Linked DNA regions of Sus scrofa: all the other regions are linked to region 3. Evidence: chromatin contacts called from public HiChIP or PLAC-seq data. All regions are on one chromosome and are shown on one strand. The core of a region is the stretch at or near the end of the contact, and the rest is flanking DNA. Distances in the headings are between cores, read along the strand shown. Region 1 overlaps IPO5 (importin 5). Region 2 holds the start of IPO5 (importin 5). Region 3 has its middle 84 kb from the start of IPO5.

The links. HiChIP or PLAC-seq counts read pairs in DNA pulled down with a chosen protein or histone mark.
Region 1: a contact with region 3 is called in an H3K27ac HiChIP or PLAC-seq map of alveolar macrophages. The contact joins two enhancer-like sites. A contact is called at or near these places in 1 of 5 promoter capture datasets (liver), 6 of 47 Hi-C or Micro-C datasets (embryonic fibroblasts, epiblast stem cells and skeletal muscle) and 1 of 2 datasets of contacts at active chromatin or transcription factors (alveolar macrophages).
Region 2: an H3K27ac HiChIP or PLAC-seq map of alveolar macrophages shows a contact between it and region 3. The contact joins the promoter of IPO5 here to the enhancer-like site in region 3. A contact is called at or near these places in 9 of 47 Hi-C or Micro-C datasets (embryonic fibroblasts, epiblast stem cells, fibroblasts and 2 more) and 1 of 2 datasets of contacts at active chromatin or transcription factors (alveolar macrophages).

What each region holds. Positions count from the first base shown.
Region 1 is chr11:67,041,976-67,044,675 of Sscrofa11.1, reverse strand. It overlaps IPO5 (importin 5), which reads right to left. Exons shown (of 26, transcript NM_001244301.1): 11 at 2,466-2,590; 12 at 2,279-2,368; 13 at 2,015-2,188. Among named protein-coding and RNA genes, the nearest start is that of IPO5, 24 kb to the right of the region's middle. Within about 2 kb of position 1,370, at least 3 of the 83 cell types and tissues checked have an H3K27ac peak or open chromatin away from gene starts, as enhancers often do. A contact at or near this core is called in alveolar macrophages, where this site is marked.
Region 2 is chr11:67,017,958-67,020,657 of Sscrofa11.1, reverse strand. It overlaps IPO5 (importin 5), which reads right to left and starts at 1,359. Exons shown (of 26, transcript NM_001244301.1): 1 at 1,249-1,359. The coding sequence starts at 1,338.
Region 3 is chr11:66,934,024-66,936,723 of Sscrofa11.1, reverse strand. No RefSeq gene overlaps it. Among named protein-coding and RNA genes, the nearest start is that of IPO5, 84 kb to the left of the region's middle. Within about 2 kb of position 1,438, at least 17 of the 83 cell types and tissues checked have an H3K27ac peak or open chromatin away from gene starts, as enhancers often do. A contact at or near this core is called in alveolar macrophages, where this site is marked.

The sequences.
Region 1 (2,700 bases), core at 121-2,620, 110 kb before region 3:
GAGCAAGGCCAGGGATTGAACCTGCGTCCTTAGGGTTCCTAGTGGGGTTCGTTTTTGCTGTGCCACAACGGGAACTCCCATTCCTGTATCTTCTAATCTTACTCTCCCCAAAAGGTACCGCCAAGGACACCACAGAGAGGTGCCCTCTCTTTCTCCTGCCTGCTGAGGCAGAGGAGATGGTCCCTCCTCCCGCACTGAAGATCAGTGGTATTCTCTGACTTCCGAGGAAAACCCTACTGGGCATTTGCAGCGGGCCCGTGCTGTCACCTGACACCATTATCCTGTAATTCCTTGTGTTTTCACATGAGTACCTGACCCAGTAACTACTCCAGATGCTCTTCATTCCCCCATTAACCACAGACAATCTTGACAGAGCTTTCTCCTCGTTCCGAGAGTGCCAATACACCTTTAGGAGGTTACCTCATTCCTTTCCTCTTCTGCAGCCCAGGGTCTGCTGTGGCCTCTGGTCTCAAAGGAATGTCCTTCCTTCCGTGGCTACCCTCTCTTCGCACAGCCCTCGCTCACATACATACCCTCCTCCAGACCCCCTCTTAGCAACTCCTTCCTTGGGTCTTGTAAGTATCTCACATACTGGCCCCAAGGGGAGGGAGGGGAAAGCTATACAGATTCAGCCCTTTATGGAAAGTCACATCCGCTCCATCTATTCCCGATTTAATCAATTAACCTACCTAATCTGCCTTCAACTTGGGTCTAGCTCTGTCTCCAGATACACTCATGTTCTTAGCCTGCTGTCATCGGACACTGAGCACCCTGTTCTTTGTCTTCTGAGACACTGTGTTTCTCATCTTCCCACCTGCTCTCCTTGGGGCCAGCACCAGGCAAAGTGTAGTTTATGAACTGCTACCAGTTCATGATGAGTAAAAAAAACCTGAGTGTTAAGAAATTTTCATAGCAATTTGATAGTAACTGTCTGTTAAATAGTAAAAAAGGCTTTTGTTTTGCATGTCCTTTTTGTTAATTTCATTTTATAGTAGAATTTTTTCATTGTATTTGACAACAAACTGGGTTTCAATCTTTGCCTCTCTTTCCTGCATCTCTCTTTCTCACGTGGCTACACTGACCTCATTCATTTGTTTTGAACTTGCCTCTTACATAAATGATAAATCATCTTCTATTTATGTGGCCAGCCGTTCAGAGTCAACATATATTTAAAGCAAAAAGGATACATTCCTTTTTACATCTTTTCCGTCACCCAGGTTAAAGAACGCTCAACACATTCTGCTTCCTTCTCTTTTTTCCAACTGGCAGAAACAGCTAATGTTTTCAAGAAACAGGCATCACCCTTCCCTCCAGTTTCCACTATTACCACCCAAGCTCCCTGGAAATGACCATGTGACGGTCTGGCCTTAACGCTTCCCCATTTTTGTTCCTGCCTCGCATGGCTGCCATGCTAACTTCCTACAATCATGTTACCACCATGTCTTAGAGCAGTTAACAAAATGGTTCTTCCAAATCCACAAACATCAGAGGTCAAAATAACTCTGCCTTTCTTCCCAGGCAATTCACACGCTGCTTTTACCCAACCTTTAGGCCAAACCTTTCCCAAGTCTATTATTGGTCCATTCTCTGGCCAAGCCTGTATTATTCTACTTAGAACAGAATGTCTTCCTTCTAACTTTCTCTTTTTTTTTGGTCTTTTTGTATTTTAGGGCCACACCCATGGCATATGGAGGGTCCCAGGATAGGGGTCAATTTGGAGCTACAGCTGCCAGCCTACGCCACAGCCACATCAACTCGGGATCTGAGCCGTGTCTGTGACCTACACCATAGCTCTTGGCAACGCCGGATCCTTAACCCACTGAGTGAGGCCAGGGGTTGAACCCACGTCCTCATGGATGCTAGTCGGGTTTGTTAACCGCTGGAGCCACAACAGGAACTCGCTTTCTCTTCTTTATGGCTGTGTTCAAAGTCCCTCTTTTTTTTAGGTTTTACCCATCCAATTAATCTATATTAATCTCCATAAATAGGGAGCTTATTAGGTTTCAAAACTTACCTCTTGAAGTTTAAGCACCATGATGGAATGCAGATGTTTCACCAAATTATCTAAATAGGGAATAAGTAGCGACTTGGGACAGTCCTCAGTGAAGTTAATGAGAGCAGCGGCTGCGTGGGCCTGCACCCGCTGGTTGCCTTGGTCTTCCATGGTCTGCAGCAGTGCTGCAATCACCTGTGAAATGAAATCACACACACAGACACTTTGAAATGCCACCCCACTTCCTACAAGTTTGATTTGAGTGTTTGCAGACGTGTTACTTACCTTCTCGTGGAATTTCTTTTGGAAACCAGGTGCAAAATCTGTAGCCATCTGTCCCACGGCATTGCAGGCTGCATACCTCACTCTGGGGTGCTGAAATATAAGTGTTTGTTGTTTGTATTACTAAACACAATAGATCCCCTGTGAAACTACGGCAGTCATTACAAATTAAATATCTACTGGAACTTACAGGATCCTGAAGAAAGAGCAAAACAAAATTGACTATCTCATTCAGAATCCCTTCCATTTGCTGGTGGCAGCCCTCGCCAATGGCGGATAAGGCCATCAATCCTGCATGGCGATACTTCCAGTCAGCTACGGAACAGAATTACACAGGAAGGAGCAGCAATTAGATACTACAACCATGTCATCCAGGGAGTCACAGTATCAAAAAGTTCTTCTCCTTATTTGGAGAAAAATAATAA
Region 2 (2,700 bases), core at 110-2,609, 84 kb before region 3:
CTGCTGATGTTGTGATTTTAAAGACAACTACAAATCCCACGAGTCCAGAGGAGGATCTGTCCCCCAATTTCATTAACTATGTGAAAGTCCCTTTCTATTCTGTAAAAACATCTGGCTGAACATTCTCCACTGAATCTTGTAAAAATCTTCCATCATGTGGTGGCAAAGAACTCCATATACAATCAGGTTTGAGGATAGGGCTAAATAATGCACTGTATAGAAACTGCAAAGTTTCTGCCCTTCCCCTGAAGTGTCCCAAATCGCATCTCCACACCGACTTAGTACTAACAGTCTTCCAAAGAACCAAGCGCACGATACTCCCACTTGGTAAATACCTACTTGCAGATACCTCTGAAATACTGTCTCTTGAAACTTTATTAACAGCTCCACATTTTGGAGGTCAGGAGCCAGAGGTGGTTAAAAAAAGAGATTCAGGCTGATTCAGAGAAATTAAAAGCTTAAACATATGGCACTGGCCCAGTTAAGACAACGAAAAGTCCCAGGACATCCCATTTATAAGAACACAACTCTCTAGAGATCAAGGAAGACTTATCTGATGGATGAGCAAAGGGAGGTACAAGATGCTTAGAAAGAAATCCTAAAGGCAACTTCACACAATTGGGGGGTGGCTGGGGAGGGAAATCCGGCTTCTGACGTTAGGAACCAGACTGAGAAAAGGGACTAAATGGAAAGAGACAGAGGGAAGCCGAGAAGGCAAGGCACACATTTCAATAGGAGCGAATGGGGACGAGAGGGACAGACGGCGTGTGAAGAGTGAGGGGCAGGGGAGAGGCAGGGGTGACGGGTCAGGGAGAAACCAGGGTTTGGGGGAACCAAAGGGCTGGACAGGCTGCAGAGCGCCGCTGGAAGGGCTGGGGAGGCTCCCAGCAGGGGAAAGTGAGAAAGGAGCGAGGGGAGCCCCGGGGCCCGCCCCACACCCCCCATCCCTCCCTGTCCCTGTCGCCCGGCTTCCCCATCTGGGCGGGGGCAGCATGTCAGTAGCAGCCGCACGTGTGTGAACCGCGGCGACGAGGTAACTGGCGCCGGGCACCGCGGCTGCAAGGGCCGAAAGAGCCCGGGGGCACCGCCGGGAGCCGCGGGCCGCCTCACACGTGGGCTGCGCGGCCGCCGCCCGGCCGGCCCGGCCTGCGCGGCAGCGGCGGAGCTGCCGAGGCCCAGCGGGCGGCGTAAGGGGAAGGGTCGGCGCGCCGGCCGGAGCGCGAAGTCCGGGACGGCGAGCTCGGTTACCTCTGCCTGTTTCCGGACCACATTGTCGGGGCTGAGCAGGTTTCCCAGGAGCAGGTAGAACTGTTGCTGCTCCGCCGCGGCCGCCGCCATTGCGCTAGGCGTGAGAGAGAGAAGGAGGGAGGGGAGACAGGCGCTGTGAGGCGCGCTGGCGGGCCGGCGGGAGGGGCGGGGGCGGGCCCAGCGCGGGGACCGGCACCAGCAGCGGCTTGGGGCTGGGGGGCCGGGCGGGAAAGGGCGGGGCAAAGGGGAAAGGGGAGGATGGGGCGGGGCCTCGCGACCCCTCACCCCGCCGCGGCCACCGGCGCCGGCGTCCCATTGGCCCTGAGCTCTGGGGGCGGGGCCGAGGCCTCTCCTCGGGGGCCGCGCCGATTGGCCACGCACCCTGCAGTGCCGTCACTGGCGGCGCGCGGCGGGCCGCCCGGCTCGGCGCGGGCAGGGTCGGGCGGGGACTCGGCCGCCCAGCTGTGGCTGCCGCGGCGTGGTGGGGAGGGCGGGAGGAGCCGGCTGGCCGGCCTGGCGGCTGCGAGGGGCGTGAGGCCCGGCTGGGGAGGTGGGGCCAGCTCCAGAGCGCGGGAGATTTCGGCGCCCCGGGCTGGCCGGCCTCCTCCCCCGCTAGCCGGCTAAGCTCCTCCCTGCGACCTCGGGAGCGCCCCCAGCTCCAGTCCTTCCCTCTCCCCCTCCACCCCGGCCCCAGAGACCCTAGATCCCCCATCCCAGAAGAAGGGAGGGAATGGATTTCGAAATCCAAAATCCACTTCCGACTTAAATTCCACCCCCAGCTCCACAGATCCTCGCACCGGTTAGACCCTCCGACCTCCCCAAGGGCTATGACTCAGGCAGCCCCTTCCTCCCGACACCTCACTGGTGACTCACGCGCTGGGCTTGCCCGGAAGAGGGGTTACTCAGCCCTGGGCTCTCCGGCCAGGCCTACCCACCCCCAGCCCGCTGTCCTCTGAGATGTACACGGAGCGCATTTGCCTCCCCCTCTTTTACCACCCTAGGATCCTTGGCTATTCCTTTGAATTCCCTGTTTTGAGGTCCCAGTTTTTCATTGGTTGGGGGAAAGTTAAGACCCTCTTCCTTAAAGAAACACTGGTTTGTAGGACTTAAGTCTCAGTAGGTGTTTGATAAACACCGGTCCATAGGGGGCTCAGAGACCTGGTTTCAATTGCAGTACACAATGCTGAGATAATACTTCCAATCTGCCCTTACCGTTGGAGCGCCCCAAGGCTGAGAGAGCAGTTGTCGAAGGGCACTTTTGTTGAGGCCCTACTGTGTCCAATGCAGTGGGCCAAGGGTGACAGTGGAAAAAGTGACACAATTCATTTTTGCCTCAAAAAGACACATTTCTAGTGAGAAGTTTCCTCATTGGGTACAATAGAGACTACTACACTCTGGTGGTCCATGGTATTTAACTTGGGGAATTTAATTTCCTATTGACTATTCTGTTGA
Region 3 (2,700 bases), core at 189-2,688:
GGTGGTTGGTGGCAAAGCCCGATTTTAAAGTTAGTTTTCTCTTGCCACTTGCTCCTTCTGGCTGTGAATTGTCAGAGCCACCTCCAAGCCCTCCAGAGACCTCCTGCAATCTAGAAAGGATGTCTTGCTGGGCAGACATAGCCCTGTGGACCCGTGACTTGGCAGGTGAAACCTGGGCTAGATTTCAGCTCCCACTTGCTTCTTTGAGCTGCATGTCCTTCACCTCCACAAGTGCTGGCCTCCCAAGTGCAGGACACCTGGTCCTGCATCCTCTGATGGAGGGATGCTGTGTGATGCTGACCGAGGGAGGACCAGTCCCTGCCTTCCCTGGGGTAGGGATACAGCTCTTACAGCTCAGCTATTTCAATTCCTGGGGCTGCCACTGCAGGAGGTGAGAGGCACCGGGGTAGGGCTCCCCTGGTCTCCTCTTGCCTGGACAGCCTCACCCCTCACCCTGAGAACACAGAGGCTCTGAGGTCTGCCCCTTTTAAGAACTCTAGGGCAAGCTCCGCTCCACCTCTCCCCTTATTTTAGAGTCCTGCTGGTGCCTTACCCCTGCTAAAGTTGACACACGTGACTTCTAGAACATGCTATGACAGAACAAAACACAAAAAAAACCCAGTGCAGCTTAGATTTCCCTCAGGATGACTTGATATGTGTAAGCATCATATTGTATTATGGTCTGTTTGCTTTCATCTGCAGTTACGCCGTAAATCAGATTGATTGTGAAATAAGCTGGTGGCTTCATAATCTTCAGCAGGTGGCTCCAAGGATCTGGACCTTTCAGGAAACTCAACAAGCCCTTTTTTTTTTTTTTTTTTTGTGATGGATTAGTGGTGGCTGTGACTTGCATATGAAATTGAGGCGCTGACTCACCCTCCCAGGCTTCCTGGTAGCAGGCACAGGGTTGCTGCAACGCTCAGCTGGCCTCCCTTGTGACAGATGACTTGTGCAAACAGATGCGGAGACTTAGGAGCCCAGCTAGGGGACAGGAATTGCTTCACCTGAGGAGTCAGTCACTCTTTTCCCCTAAGCAGTACTGCTTGCTTCTCATCTGAACCACACAGACCCCAAGAGCTAGTTCCCTCCATTAGGATCCGCAGAACTACTGGTCCCAAGGTAGATGATTACAAACAAGGAGGTTTGTTTTTCTTCGTTTAGCATTCTAGCAAGCTTGACCATCAAGAGGAAAAACTCCCAGAGCTCAGTTAAATCAAACCAAGGATTAAGTGAAAACACCAGCCAACAAAAATCAATAAATCATTAACTTGAACAGACTTTAGAGGCCTGTTACCTGGCTCGCTTTGCCACCTGACAGAAGGTTGGGTGGCTTCTGATAGGAAAGGAAAGTTGGTAATGATTTCCCGAGCCAGCGAGCGTGGATTCATCTTCTGTTCTCCTGGAGCGCGGAGAGGGAAGGGCTGGTAGCGGTGCTAGATCGCCACCTAGCGACCCATTCGTGCACATCACCGACGATGCGCAAAGGGGCTCCAAGATTGCCACTGCATGCCACAAACGAAATCAAGGCGCTTTGGTGAAAACGAATCGCAGCGAATCTCATGGGATAGATACCAAAGGACAGTGATTCCGACATTTTCCCTGCCTTCTACTTCCCACGCCTTGATTGTGCTGATCAGGGGAAGGAAGTGGAGAGTAGGTCTGGGAAACTTGTCATTTATTGAGGAAGCTGGGATTTACCTGCACGGTGAGACCGGCGGGAGGGGAGCGAGAGGAGAGTTCGGGGAAGCGGAGGCGGGGATGGTGCCCAGGAGCCAGCTCAGAAAACTCTACCAGTGTTTGGTTTTGGGAGACAGAGCACAGTTTGGGACCTCAGCGAGTTGGAGGCGAATAGGTGTTTTTAGGAAATTTTGCTATTTTCTCTTCAAGGCTTTTTGCTTTTTGCAGGACTAAGCTAGATCTCAAGTCATTTGCAAGCAGGCTGTATTTCTCTCTGGTTACAGATGAATATGTCACATCTCACCCTGTTATTTTGATATTTGGGGCAGCTGGGGGCATTAGGGACTAGAGGGAATTAAGGACACGCAATGCCATTGATGAATATTGACAAATGTCTATCAGCCTCTCTGTGTAGCAGGCACCCTCCTAATCGGTGCCCAGATAGAGGAGAACCTGCGACATCAGACATCGTGAAGGGTTGGGGAGAAGCGGGGGGATGAAATGAGGTGGAGAGGAAGGTGAGCTAAGGCCACAAAGCAGCTGAAAGAAACAGAAAACAATGAGCCAAGAGTCCCTGCAAGGGGCCGCTGGCCAGCACCCGCCTCATCCCTTCTCCCTGGGCCACTGCAGGATGTCACACTCTTGCGCCTGAGGCAAGTGGAAGTTCCCCGGCCAGGGACTGAATCCGAGCTGTGAACTACACAACAGCTGCAGCAACACCAGATCCTCAACCCTCTGCGCTGGGTCAGGATCAAACCCGCACCTCTGCTGGGACCCAAGCTGTTGCAGTCAGATCTTTAACCCACTGTGCCACTGCGGGAACTCCCAGGAGCACTTTTTGTAAAATGGGATGAGGTTCTCTTCCTGGGATTTGCAAATACATGTCACATGTAAGTTGAATAAGCTGATATTTTTCTCTGTAGAATTATATTACTATTAAATATAATGACTTCTGTCAACTGTGACTTCTGTACCAGATTCCTAGCTCTTTAGCATGCTCTGAATGCCCACCATCCTTCCCAT